2 separate regions of the Rattus norvegicus genome follow, and region 2 is linked to region 1. Evidence: chromatin contacts called from public Hi-C data. All regions are on one chromosome and are shown on one strand. Each heading gives the region's core, a stretch centred on a gene start, on an enhancer-like site or on the middle of the called end of the contact. The rest is flanking DNA. Distances are from core to core; before and after follow the strand shown.

Region 1 (6,442 bases), core at 1,202-3,701:
GATATTAGATATTAGATATTAGATTTAAGTGAGAAATTCAGAAAAACGGAAGCTTTTAGCATGTCGGTGAGCTAATCCCATTGAACCTATCTGTCCCCAGTGAGTCTATCTATTGAACTGTACACCGCACATCCTGTCCATTCTGCACACACATGCATGTGAAGAGCAAAGGCTTCAGGTTAACAGGGACTGCATCTGACGTAGTGTTAAATATGCTTTTATTAGTTCTTCCAAGGAAGCCAGGTAGGCATGACAGTAATCGGTCTGCTTAGTCTAAGTGTTCTCTTGGACTTTAAGGCGTTTGAGAAGCACATCGATCGAGTGCATTTGTCGTCCCCTTCTGTTCTCACCCTGCCCACAACATTTTGCTTACCTAAGTCCCATCTCAGAGTCAAAAAGACAAAATAGTTTTCTTTGCTGTCTTTGAACTTATAATATCTCCCCTTTTGAAAACCCGTCTTGGCCGTGTTATGTCAAACCACAGAGAAGTCTGGACGCCAGTCGCTGTCCTGGGAAACACTCATGCTTCCTTAACAGATTCTAGAGATAATTTTCCTCTTCTCCCTTTGAACTTTCCCTGAATTGTTGTTCAGATAAGCCGAGGGCTCCAAAAGAACCTTTTGTGATAGCGATCAGTATTGTTCATTCCAAGGTGAACAGGACATCTCATTTAAAAAAAAAGGTACTTGAAAGCCACTTACCAAAAAAAAAAAAAAAAAAAAAAAATCAGATGTAAGCTTCGAACAACATAAGACGTTTAGCAACCCAAGTGCTTTACGGCAGGCTTTTATTCTAGAGTGTTCTTAACTTTTAGCCATAATATACCGAACGACTGTCTTTCTTCCATGTATACAGTTCTCGTCTGGATCCTTTCTGTTTGTGGTTTGTTGAGAACTAGACTTTTCCTCCCTCTGCGTGTTGTTATTGAATCTCTGGATTTCTGAAGCACATCTCTCATTTCATTTCCTTTTCCTTTTTAAAATTTTTAAAATATTTATTTATTTACTATTCCATAACCCTTTTTTTACAGTCCAGTCTTCATTCCCCCTTTCGGTCTCCTCTTCACCCCTCCCCCACCGCTCCCCATCCCATCCCATCCCCCCTCCTCCCGCCCTGCTCCCCTTCTCCAAGAGGATGTCCCCACCCCACCAGGCCTCCCTACTCCCTGAGGCCTCAAGTGAATTGAGGGTTAGGTATATTTTCTCTCACTTAAGTCAGACCAGGCAGTCGTCTGCTGTATATGTGTGTGGGGGTGTGGGGATGTGGGGGTGTGGGAGGGTGTGAGGGTGTGGGGGGGTGCGTCTCACATCAGCTAGTGTATGCTGCCTGGTTGGTGACTCCGTGTCTGAGAGATCTCAGGGGTCAAGGTCAGTTGAAACTTCTGGTCTTTCACGGGGCCTTCCTTCCCCCCGGCTTCTCTCCATTGGTTGGGTGCTAGTATCTGCTTCTGACTCTTTCAGATGCTTGCCGGGTCTCTCGGAGGGTGGAGGGTTCCTTTTATTTTCAATAGGCCCACAGTATCCACCGCAGTTTCTCAGTTGAAAGCGATCTTCCTTCCCATCCCAGATGAATCACTGGAGATGTTTACACAACAAAACAGCTGGTCTTTCTCCACACTGGACTACCCAGAATGAGCACCACAGCCCCTGAGGGCAGGGGCATTTGGGAACTTGACCGTCTTCAGATCTGTGGACAGGAAGATAGCCTGCAATTAGACTTCACGTTGCCACAAACATGGTGAGGTGTCTGCCATCCACAACCTAGTTCCATGGGACAGTAGGAGTAAGAACACATGCACAGTATGGTCCAATACGTACGTGTTGTACTATCATGCGATCGTATTTCAAAAATTCAGAGACAGGTCTTTCAGAGACGTCTGTTTATTCCAAGTCAAGGGCAACACGTCAGGAAACATGGACAATGAGAACAGAGCAGGATAAACATCCCCAAGCAAGAATAAAGCGGGGCGGGGGTGGGGCTGACCGGCCCTCCCTTTCCCCAACAGAGCAGACTCCATTGAAGGGAACGTGTATGAGTTGTCACTCCATCCTTTGTGAAGGTGCCGTGCTGCTGTGGGTGTAGGGTTCTATCTCCCTAGTGTCCTAGGCACCGGCTAGGGCCTGTAAAGCATTCTACACTTGCCCTGCTTAGATTCATTCACAGCTCCGTGGTCCCGAGCTGGGCGCTTCCTCCCGCGGAATAAAATAACAAGAGCACAGACCGACCTGTCAGGATACAGCCTGCCTTTGGGAGCCTCTTTTGTTCTAGGCAGTAAAAACCAACACACAGTGAAAATAAGTCAAATATCCTTTCCCCCTTTTCGATCCTTCCTTGCTTTCAGGAAAAGCGATAGAAGCATCTTTTCACGTTTGCATCCCCCGGGTGGTGTGGGGGCTGGGGAGGTAACAAGCCATGGGAGGCGGGCATTGCATCCACTGGGGGGGATATCCGTATTGCCAGCTGAGGCTGAGGTGGCAGGCTCAAGCAATTAGGACTCCCTATAGCTCCTAGCTGGCTACCAGGGTTGTGAGGAGCAGCTCCAGGTTCCTGGGGCAGAAGCCCTGGGTCGCGCGCCGCCGCGCCCCGCCCCATCGTCCCCGCAGCCTCGCAGACTGCTGGGCTTTGTGGTTCGCCGGTGCCGCGGGGCCCCTGCTGGGGGTGTCGTCAGGAGCATGTGCAGACAGCAGCCCAAGGTAGAGCGAGCGAGCCGGGCGAGCCCTAAGACTTGCCTGGCAATGCCATGTTTGTGTGCATGCTCTAACTCGGGGAGAGCAATTAGGGAGACGGCTCCCCCGCCGGACTTGGCTCATGTTTTCTTGTTTCTGTTTCAGCCTTCAGGATAATTCCTTCGGCAGCGCCGCTGTAACTGAGTAAGTGCTTCTTGCCATTACAATCGACTTGCATTCCTGTCTCCGAAGCAACTGGGGTGAAGGTATCCCCCTCCCGCTGCCACCCCATCCCACTCCACCCAGTTCCCAGCCCCTCTTCCCAGGCGATGCATTGTCTCCTGGAACCTAGGGCTGCGAGACTGGAGGGACCCACAAACCTCACACAGGTTGCAACCAGTATTTTAGCAACCGGGGGTGGGGGAAATGGGGGTTGGGGGAGTAATAAACCTAGCTTGTTTGCTGCGGGAGGCTCTGTGCCCCCAAATATGCAATCTTGAAGCTTAGCTTAAAAAAAAATCTATGTGACATGTCAGAAAGGAAGCTGGGTTGTATTTTGCCAACATGAGTGTCAGTTTTCATGGCGTGCAGGCTGTGTACATTTGCCCCAAATAGACTGATGTGAGAGAGCTGGAGTTTAATTCCAGCATATTTAAACAGGGTAAACTCATCTCCCTCCTCCGTGTGTACTAATTTTTTTTTTTTAAGACAGCGCGGTAAACTTTTCTAGATGCCTTCTTGTAATTTTTCTCATCTGGCCACGCTAATGTGACTATAGAGAAACGCCTCGCCTGACTAACAACAGTTCAGAGTGGAGGGAGGGAAATAATGGTTTACTCCAGGCCAGCCCATATGTGTGTGTGTGTGTGTGTGTGTGTGTGTTGACGATTATAGTGCCTCGTTTTTATTCTGGTCATTTCTTCCTTAGTATTTTCTTAATAATAAAATCTATATATTGGAAGCAAATATGTAGATTTTGCTGGCACTGTATGTGATTTACATATAGCTGGGATGTATAGTATGTATTGTGTTTTATCATAGGGAAATAAGTGTTTACTTCTGGGAACTTTTGGTAAAAGCTACTCGGAAAAGCTTTGCAGCAGGGTGTGTGTGTGTGTGTGTGTGTGTGTGTGTGTGTGCACGCGCGCGTGCGCGAGTGCAGAGTTGTGTATCCCACTACTTAAGAGAAACGTGAGTTTCACACAGAGGCCACAAGTGGCTTGGGAGTTGTTTGCTAAAGATAAAGCATCTTTTGGCTTTCAGATTCTGCCACTGTTCCAGACTTGGAGAGGGAGGTCTGAGGGTCCTCTGTGTTTCCTGAGGCCTCTTCCCCATGCACCTTTGCTTATCCTGCTTGGTTTGCTACTGACTTAGTACCCTGCTTTGAGCTCACCTAAGTGGCGTCTCTTTAAAATAAAGACCAGGTTGACTTTTGAAGATGCACTGTCTGGAACCCTGGTTATGGTAGGGACATTGCCTTGCCAGAGAGAGAGAGAGAGAGAGAGAGAGAGAGAGAGAGAGAGAGAGAGAGAGAGAGAGAGAGATCTGAGGCCAAGGATGAGGCCTGAATTTCCTGCTAAGTGGTCAGGTAATGCCTTTCTTTTCCTCTGCTGGGCTTTCTGGGCCTGATTCTTAGGAACGCTGTGTGGCTGAATTCCTAGAGTCAGCCACAGTCACAGGCCCAGGGGTTTCAAGATGGAGACTTTTAGTTCTAGCTTTCATATGGTGTGTGTGTGTGTGTGTGTGTGTGTGTGTGTGTGTGTGTGTCTGTTGTGGTTAAATGCTGGGGAGACTATAGTGTCTTGTCCTTGGATACTCCCCGAGGAATTCTGATTGCATAAGATCACGTTACCCTCAGAGAAGTGACAGAGGTTCCTTCTCAAAGGCTGTGAGTAGTGTCTGGGAAGCCATCTGGCTAATGTAAGAATCTAAGGAACTTACAACATACCCAAAGCGCCACAGGTGAGACGCAGCTCAGACAGGGGGGGCATCCTAAACCAGTGGTTATCAAACAGAATGCTTTTTGTCTTTTCCTCTTAATAATATGAGCCTGCTCATGGATCTGTGGGCACATTCCCTTACCCTGCAGGACCAGAGGGTGCTATCTTGAGACACAGACATACCAGGTGTCTTGGAAGTGTCTGGATGAGATCGTAGTCTGTCCTGAGGTGACCCTTTCCTCTTCAGGGTTTTGGAGAGGTGACGGTCCTCTGGCTCCTGTCCCCACCCATGTCCAGTGTCACTTCCCCAGACTACTGAAGTTCCACTAGGAGAAGCTGTTCCTTTGATTCAGGCGTCTGGTATTGATCCTTATTAAAATGGAAATTAAAAACTCTGCCCTGGAAGGCACATCCAAGCATAAGTCCTATGCACTATTTTGTTAGATAGTCCAATCTGAAAGGACACTGCTTGGCCAGTTATGATTATTGTATGTGTGTGCGAGTGTATTCGTTTGCGCGCCAAGCGCGCTCAAACACTGTGTGCGTGAGGGTGCCTTTGGAGGTCAGAGGTTAACCTCCTATGTCTCCTTTGATCTCATTCAGTCTCATCTCTTACTGAACTTGGAGTTTATGGATGGGCTAAGACTGGCTAATGAGCTCTGGGGAGCCTTCTGTCTCCATCCATCCCCAGTCTGAGGGCTTTCTATATGTACCGTGGCTATGATGAGCCGGCTTTAAAGTGTCTGCTGGGGATTCACATTCTGGTCCTCACTCCTGAGTCTAAGAGAATGTCCAGTTGAGCCAGGTCCAGCTGGAGGTCCTGGGAAGAGTCAAAGGAAGAGTGGGACTAGGTATGAAGGGCAGAATCCTCTTGGCTTTTCTCAGGCCTCGGCAATGCCTGTGAAAATCTGGGCGAATTTAACTCATTCTCTATACAGTTTCTCCCCCAACCCCTAACATCAGAGTGGCCTTAGCCTGTCCTCACTTCTGCAGCATTTTTTCAAGATGTGTTGCTTTAAAAGTCCGTTACTGGGTCACTGTATTTAGATTCGTGCCTCCGTTGCCAACGTTCTCTAAGGGCTGGTTTACAAAAATGAACTGATAACCACCACCAGGAAAAGAGATTGGCTCCTGTAAAAGCTACTGATACTCAGGCTAAGGGAGGACCTAGAAAGGGTATTTGGATTGGAGTCAGGTCCGGGGTAGCTTGGGTTCTAGAAACAGTTAGATGATGACATTTTTAGAGGCCTATTAGTTAAGCGGCTGGGCGGTGCTGCTTAAAAGTTTACAATCCAAGAAGAAGCTGGAGAGATGGCCCAGTGCTTTAGGAGCACCAGCTGCTTTTCCAGAGGACCAGGGTTCAATTCCCAACACTCACGTAACATCTCATAACTGTCTGTATCTCTAGTATCAGGGAGTCTGATACGTTCACACAGACATACATGTGGGTAAAGGCCAATGCTCATAAAATAAAAGTTAAAAAAAAAAGTGTGGGGTTGGGGATTTGGCTCAGTGGTAGAAAAGAAAAAAAAAGTGTACACTACAGGGCTGGGGGTGCGGCTTAGCATGCATGAAACCCTGGGCTTGATTCTGTTTTTTTTTTTTTTTTTTCTTTTTTTTTTTTTTTTCCGGAGCTGGGGACCGAACCCAGGGCCTTGCGCTTCCTAGGCAAGCGCTCTACCACTGAGCTAAATCCCCAACCACCTGGGCTTGATTCTGAGCACCAAAATAAAACGGGATGGTGGTGGCAGCGATTACTATAATCTCCAGTACTCCTTGGTAGAGGCAAGAGGATTGGACTAGAGTTCAAGGTCATCTTTGGTTATACATAGCACA
Region 2 (6,442 bases), core at 1,058-3,557, 64 kb before region 1:
CCAACAGTCTTTTTTTTTTTTAAATCCCAGTACCCCACGATACCTGCTGCCACTGGGTCTTCCTTCCTTTGGCTGTGACAATGTTTTCAGATTTTCCATTTGTTCTGGGGACCTAGACTGTTGGTATTTAGTCTAGGCTCCGCCCCACAGTTACCTGGCAACAGCCAGGTATGCCTGAATCACTATAAAAAGGGGCTTCTTGCCCCCTCCTCTCTCTTGGGCTCCTGCCCTTGCTCCTTTTCCCCCTCTCTCTCCCTGTTCTCCTCTCCCCTCCGTCTCACATGCTCATGGCTGGCCTCTACTCTTCTCTCCCTCCCTCCCTCCTTCCCTCCCTCCCTCTTCCTCCTCTTCTTCTTCCTCCTCCTCCTCCTCCTTCTTCTCTCTCTCTCTCTCTCTCTCTCTCTCTGCCTTTCTCTGTCTCTACTACTCCCTCCCCCGACTCCCCTCCCCATGTCCTAAATAAACTCTATTCTGTACTATATCATCGTGTGACTGGTCCCTCAGGGGTAAGGGATGCCTCAGCATGGGCCCACAGAGGCACCCCATTTCCCCAAACCATACTGTGCCTCCACCAAACACATACCTGGCTTCTCTCTTTTTTTTTTTTTAAAGATTTATTTATTTATTATTATATGAGTACACTGTCACTGTCCCCACACACACCAGAAGAGGGCATCGGATCTCATCACAGATGGTTGTGAGCCACCATGTGGTTGCCGGGACCTGAACTCAGGACTTCTGGAAGAGCAGCCGGCGCTCCCAACCACTGAGCCATCCCTCCAGCCCATGGCTTCTCTTATCTAAGACACAACAGACACTTGAGAGGTCAAGCATTCTGTGGAATGGTCTGTTGTCCCCTCTCTGACACTTGCTTGTGATCAGTCTAGTTTATGGAAAGGAAGCTCAGGAGGCACCGTTTCATCGTAGCTCATCAAAATACCCACAGTCACCAGGAGTCGTCAATGTGACATTAACTCTGGTCACAGGGCTGAGGCGCTGTTTGATTTTTCTGCTTCACGGGTCATCGGTCACTGTTTCCAGTCTGTGACTTGTACTTAAAGTAGGTTTAAAAAACTTCGAGGCTGAACGGAGTGGGGATGGGGGCATCTGCACCCTTAGGTTATCTCCGTTTTTCAGCAGCCCCCTCTACCCGTGGGCTATGAACCCCCTGGCTAGTTTGTTCTCATTGGCCCTTACACGAGACACAAACTCAAAACGGACTGGAGTCTGGCGGTGTCTCTTCCACTCAAGCTAAGCTAGGGTCTGGTGGAGTCCCTGTCACTGACGTGTTGGCTTTTGCTGTGGAAAGCATACTGAATATATTTCAAAGTGATTGCTTTCCGTCTTTCCACGGTGTGTATTGTTAGTGCGATTTTCTTGGTATCCATTACCTAATGAATGCGTTTCGTACGTGGTTGTTCCCTGACTTGACAGGGCATCTCTGAGATCAAAACCAACCCCCCACACTCCCCATCCCCTATTCTCAGAGCAGTGTGCATACAGCCTGGAGAACTTCATCCAGAAACCTGAACTGATAGCCCAGGTGGCGTCTGCCCGCTGAGCCACCCTGGGCTGTGTCTTCTGTCCCCAGTCTTTTCAAATTTCAGTGTAGGACTTCAGTTCCCCCCTGGTCTAAGAAATGTCGTTGATTTTTTTGTGGGTTCAGAATATTTTTTGTTGTTGTAAGGATGGGGTGACGGCATCTCATCCCTCAGCATTCACTTTTTGGTGTTTAAAACCTTCTTCAAGGGGCTGGGGATTTAGCTCAGTGGTAGAGCGCTTACCTAGGAAGCGCAAGGCCCTGGGTTCGGTCCCCAGCTCCGGGGGGGGGGGGGGGAAGAACCAAAAACCTTCTTCAAATGAAAGGCCTTGAATGGCAGATTCTATTGTTGGTGATCTTGACTCGATAAGACAGGGAAGGATGGGTTTCGCTCTCTGGCAGGCTATCAGAAGATGCATGTAGCTCACATGTGTGACGGTGAGTTAGGGCAGTGGGACCTTGATCACGATTCGATCATAGGTGCAGCCTCCCCTGGAAGTTTGGAGATGGAAATGCATTTAAAACCTTCCAGGTCTGTGTAAAATACCCAGAAAACCAAGTGGCACCAGGCCTGCTCCTGCCCTGGTCTCGAGGCATTTAGACTAATAGAAAACAACAGCTTTTCTGAAACTTGAGGAAGTGACTTCAAGTGTACTGGCTGGAAATTTACAAGCCAGTGCATGTAATCGTGGGCAGGAGGCAGAACCAGGGTCATTTGTTTCAGAGCCTATTTGCCAGCCTATCAGGAAGAGGGGAAGCATGCTAATCTGATTAGAGGATGTTCAAGCGGCTGTGGGGCAACTGTGAAATCTCAGCCTCTGAAGCACCCATGGGAAAAACACAGCCCTCATTCCTGTTAGATTTTATCGACAGCAGCCAGAGAACGACTCAGCAGTTAGAGATTTAAATGCCAGAGATGTTCTTTCTGAACAGAACTGAAGAACCAAGCCCCAGATGGCGTTTCTTATTCAGGGCACACAAATGCCTCCCACAAACCCCAGACAAAGATATAGAATAAGAATAAACATCTAGAATTCTGAAAAGCTGTCTGGGAAAAAAAAAAAAAACCCAAAAACCCAACAACCTGGATCCACTAATCGTAACAGATAGGAAAAGCTGGCAAAACCCAGGCAGGCAGATTTATTTATTAAGTAGCCATTTCCAATCCTAAACAGAGCCTGGATCCTTTTAGGAAGGATCTAAAAATAGTCTAAAAATAGTTCATGCCATGCACATGCACGCACACGCATGCACACGCAGTCACATACAAATGTGCACACACACACATTAGTGTATGTAATGCTAACCGTAGAACTTTGAGGCAGTGTTAACTCCTTCTCTGTCATGTTCCCTTCCAAATGACTGAGACATATCAGAAAGTTGATTTCTCGCCAAAGTTGATTCTGCCTGAGCCTTGGGTAATCAGAAAATCTTATTAAGAAGAAAATTCCATTATCGTTTAGGACTTGAGTTAATGACCTTCTTTTATCTCCTGTTCTTTGGCCTAGGGCACAGGGCTATTATTATATTAAAGGGTATTTTGGGTGTAACATCCAGGCACAAAATACAGTGGATTAATTTTTGCTTCGTCTTTAGCGGCAGAATAACTGTGAATGAGGCAATACTTGTGTGGTGTCATTCTATGGCTGCCACCTGATTCCCTGGGGATGTTTGTACATTCCAGAAGCAATTCTTCTGAACCACAAATCATTTTTGTATGTTGATGATAAATAATTCTACATGTCAAATTTTCCTAGAAACCTCCCCCCCCGTGTGTGTGTGTGTGTGTATATGTATGTATGTATGTATGTATGTATGTATGTATGTATGTATGTGTCTCAGTTTGGGTTTTACTGCTGTGAACAGACACCATGACCACAGCAACTCTTTTTTTTTTTCTTTTCTTTTTTTCGGAGCTGGGGACCGAACCCAGGGCCTTGTGCTTGCTAGGCAAGCACTCTACCACGGAGCTAAATCCCCAACCCCGACCATAGCAACTCTTCTAAAAGACAACATTTAATTGGGGCTGGCTTACAGGTTCAGAGAGGGTAGAGGAGCTTCGAGTTTTTGCCTCTTATTCTGAAGGCAGCTAGGAGAAGACTGACTTCCAGGGAGCTAGGATGAGGGTCTTAAAGGCCACGCCCACAGTGACAAACATCCTCCAGAAAGGCCACACCTCCTCCAACAAGGCCACACCTTCTAATAGTGCCACACTTCCTAATAGTGCCACTCCCTGGGTCAAGCATTCAAACCACCACAGTTTTGCGTGCGTGCGTGCGTGTGTGCGTGCGTGCGTGCGCGCGTGTGTGTGTGTTGTCTTGGAAACATTTGGAGACCTCCGCTGAGCTTCATCCTTTCCAGATGAAATGGAGCAGCAGGCCCTGCGTTCGAGAGTAGATTGGTTTGTGAAAAACCCGCTGTAAAGCTAGGGGCCTAGAAGCAGCGTTGCAGGTGCTGCCCCACTTACAGTCTAGGTTGCAGATGTAACACTGACTGGCCTTCCCTCAAATGAAGGCGCGTGTGCAGATGCTCTTGGCTATGCGTGCCAGAGCCCAACTTCCTGTGTCCTCCGTCACTTTATTTTTGAGACAGGGTCCCTTAGTGAGCTTGGAGCTTGCCATTTTGACTAGACTGCCTCCACAATCATCCCGGCTTCACACTACAGGGCTGGGGTCCCATGTGTATGCCACCACTCCCGGTCTTTACCTGAGTGCTGTGACTCTGAACCCAGGCCCTTGGCATAGCAAGCCCTTTACCTCCTCAGCCATCTCTCCAGTCCTCGGATGAAGTTTGCAACCATTCCAGAATCTATAATTAGCAAAAGAAAAAAAAAATAAATAAAAGGCTTTCATCGCTTCTGATTCATGTTAAGGAAGGTCAGTCAGTGGAAATAATAATTCTGAGGGCCTGAGATGTCACCAGTTAGTCATTTGGGAAAAGGTCAGCAGATTAAAAACAGCAGTGGTAGACACGGGTTCAAAGCCTGGTGAGACCTTCGTTAATGTAGTAAGCCAGCACACGGACTTTGGACAAGGGCATGCCTAGCTGGAAGCCACTTGGGAATCTTAACTTCTGGTGTTTTAAAGTGGCTGTTGCTTTAATAATTACCATGGTGGTGTCTGGCGTGTTTTGACAGATTTAAATCTTTCATTTAACACTTCTTATTTCACAAGCACAGGCAGCCCTGATTCTTCATTTCTGCTCTTTAATTCACCCTCTTTAACAGGCTCTCGCATCGTGTGCATGTGTGTGTGGTGTGTGCGCGCACACGTGCACATGTGCGAGTGTCTGAGGTAGAAGCACAATTGAAGAATGCACTAATGTTAATTAAGGGTGTGTCCTGTTCCTGTGCTGTGTGACATCTGGAACCTGTGCCCTTTCAGAGCAGAGACTATGTCTTATATAAATAATCACCTTTCAGCCTACCTTATGCAAATTAGTCTTAATAATCTCACAATGATGAAGAAACCATACGGGTACGTCCTGTTCACCAAGCAGGAGTATCTACTCTCCTTTCCCTCTGTGAGTTTGAGTGTCATGACCCAACAGGGCTGTTTCTTTCCCTTGATTTCAGCTGCTCAGAGATGTTGGAGGTCACCAGGCGAGAGCGTGGGCATTCAAGCCGCAATGCCTGGAGACAGGCACAGAGACACATGCTACAGTTAGGCAAGCTGGACTTTTAAAACGTGACAGAAACAAGAGCAGAAACCCCGAGCAAAGCAAGTTTTCACAAAATAAGAATTCGTAGCCAGATAATGAAAAACTTTATTACTTTTTATTCTGACTTATGAGAATAATAGACTTGTTGGGGAAAAAATTTAAACCACAGAATTATTTTTTTTAAAAAGTGTTGGGGTTGGGGATTTAGCTAAGTGGTAGAGCGCTTGCCTAGCAAGCGCAAGGCCCTGGGTTCGGTCCCCAGCTCCGAAAAAAAGAAAAAGTGTCTCATAGAGAAGATTTGAGTCCAGTTTCCAACACTCATGTCAGGGGCTGCAGCTTCAGGAAATGAGAACCTACGAGCTTTAAGGGCAGCTAGACACACACAGGCGCTCTCTCTCTCTCTCTCTCTCTCTCTCTCTCTCTCTCTCTCTCTTTCCCTCTCTCCTACTCTCTCTCCCACTCCCCTTTTTCCTTCTCTCCCTCTCCCCCTCTTCCCTCTCTCTTGCTCTCTCTCTGATACACATACAATTAAAGTTAAAATAAACTCTTAAAACCTTATCAGAGGGAAATAACCACTAATTTTTTGCTCAATAGACAGCCCCCCAAGGAATATTAATGTGTAGGGTTTTTTTTCCCCCCACAATGATGGAGTCAGACTAAAGCATAGTATTGGAGCAACCCTTTTTGCTCTCTGTGCCTCTGGCTTTCTATTAATATTAATAATCTAAGTATTCTTATATCAATCCCACTCCACAGACTGGGTCTGACGAGCATTTGTGCCATTTCTATATCTTTTTAGACTCCAGTAGAATGCAACTGAGGATTCGAGAGCACGGTCAGCTTCCTGGAATCTGCTGTGGGTCTTTGGAAGAGGCTGTCTACTGAACTCCAACAATCATAATCCCATGTGTGCTGCCCCCTGACACCACTTCGTCCAGCTGAGGGCTTTCTGAAGTCCCTGGCCGTTCTTCTTTCTCTACGTACCATGTCACTGTGTGGGCACGGATCAGTTCTCTCTGAGAAGCTGAAATTAGTTTTTCAGAAAGTGTGTGTCGTAATTCTCACCCCTTGGCTTCATAGCTTGGGTCCCCTGGAGGTTTTGCAAATGCTCTTTTTCTTCCCTTCCATTGTTTGTTTGTTTTTCAAGACATCATTTGTTTGTTTTTCTGTGTAGCCTCCCATGTCCCCGGAACTCACTCTGTGAACCAGGCTGGCCTTGAACTCACAGAGATCCAGCTGCCT

What was found. A called contact is a pair of places that touch in the nucleus more often than the background predicts.
Region 2: a Hi-C map of the A7r5 cell line shows a contact between it and region 1, with 2.8 times the contacts expected there. The contact joins the enhancer-like site here to the promoter of Fam13c in region 1. A contact is called at or near these places in 4 of 12 Hi-C or Micro-C datasets (the A7r5 cell line, the Rat2 cell line, frontal cortex and 1 more) and 1 of 1 datasets of contacts at active chromatin or transcription factors (oligodendrocytes).

What each region holds. Positions count from the first base shown.
Region 1 is chr20:18,182,897-18,189,338 of GRCr8, reverse strand. Fam13c (family with sequence similarity 13, member C) reads left to right here and starts at 2,451. Exons shown (of 15, transcript NM_001399503.1): 1 at 2,451-2,693; 2 at 2,832-2,870. It overlaps LOC120098902 (a long non-coding RNA gene), which reads right to left. Exons shown (of 2, transcript XR_010061076.1): 2 at 202-1,686.
Region 2 is chr20:18,247,171-18,253,612 of GRCr8, reverse strand. It overlaps LOC120098867 (a long non-coding RNA gene), which reads left to right. Exons shown (of 4, transcript XR_010061083.1): 4 at 6,000-6,442. Among named protein-coding and RNA genes, the nearest start is that of Fam13c, 64 kb to the right of the region's middle. Within about 2 kb of position 2,307, at least 27 of the 93 cell types and tissues checked have an H3K27ac peak or open chromatin away from gene starts, as enhancers often do. A contact at or near this core is called in the A7r5 cell line and prefrontal cortex, where this site is marked.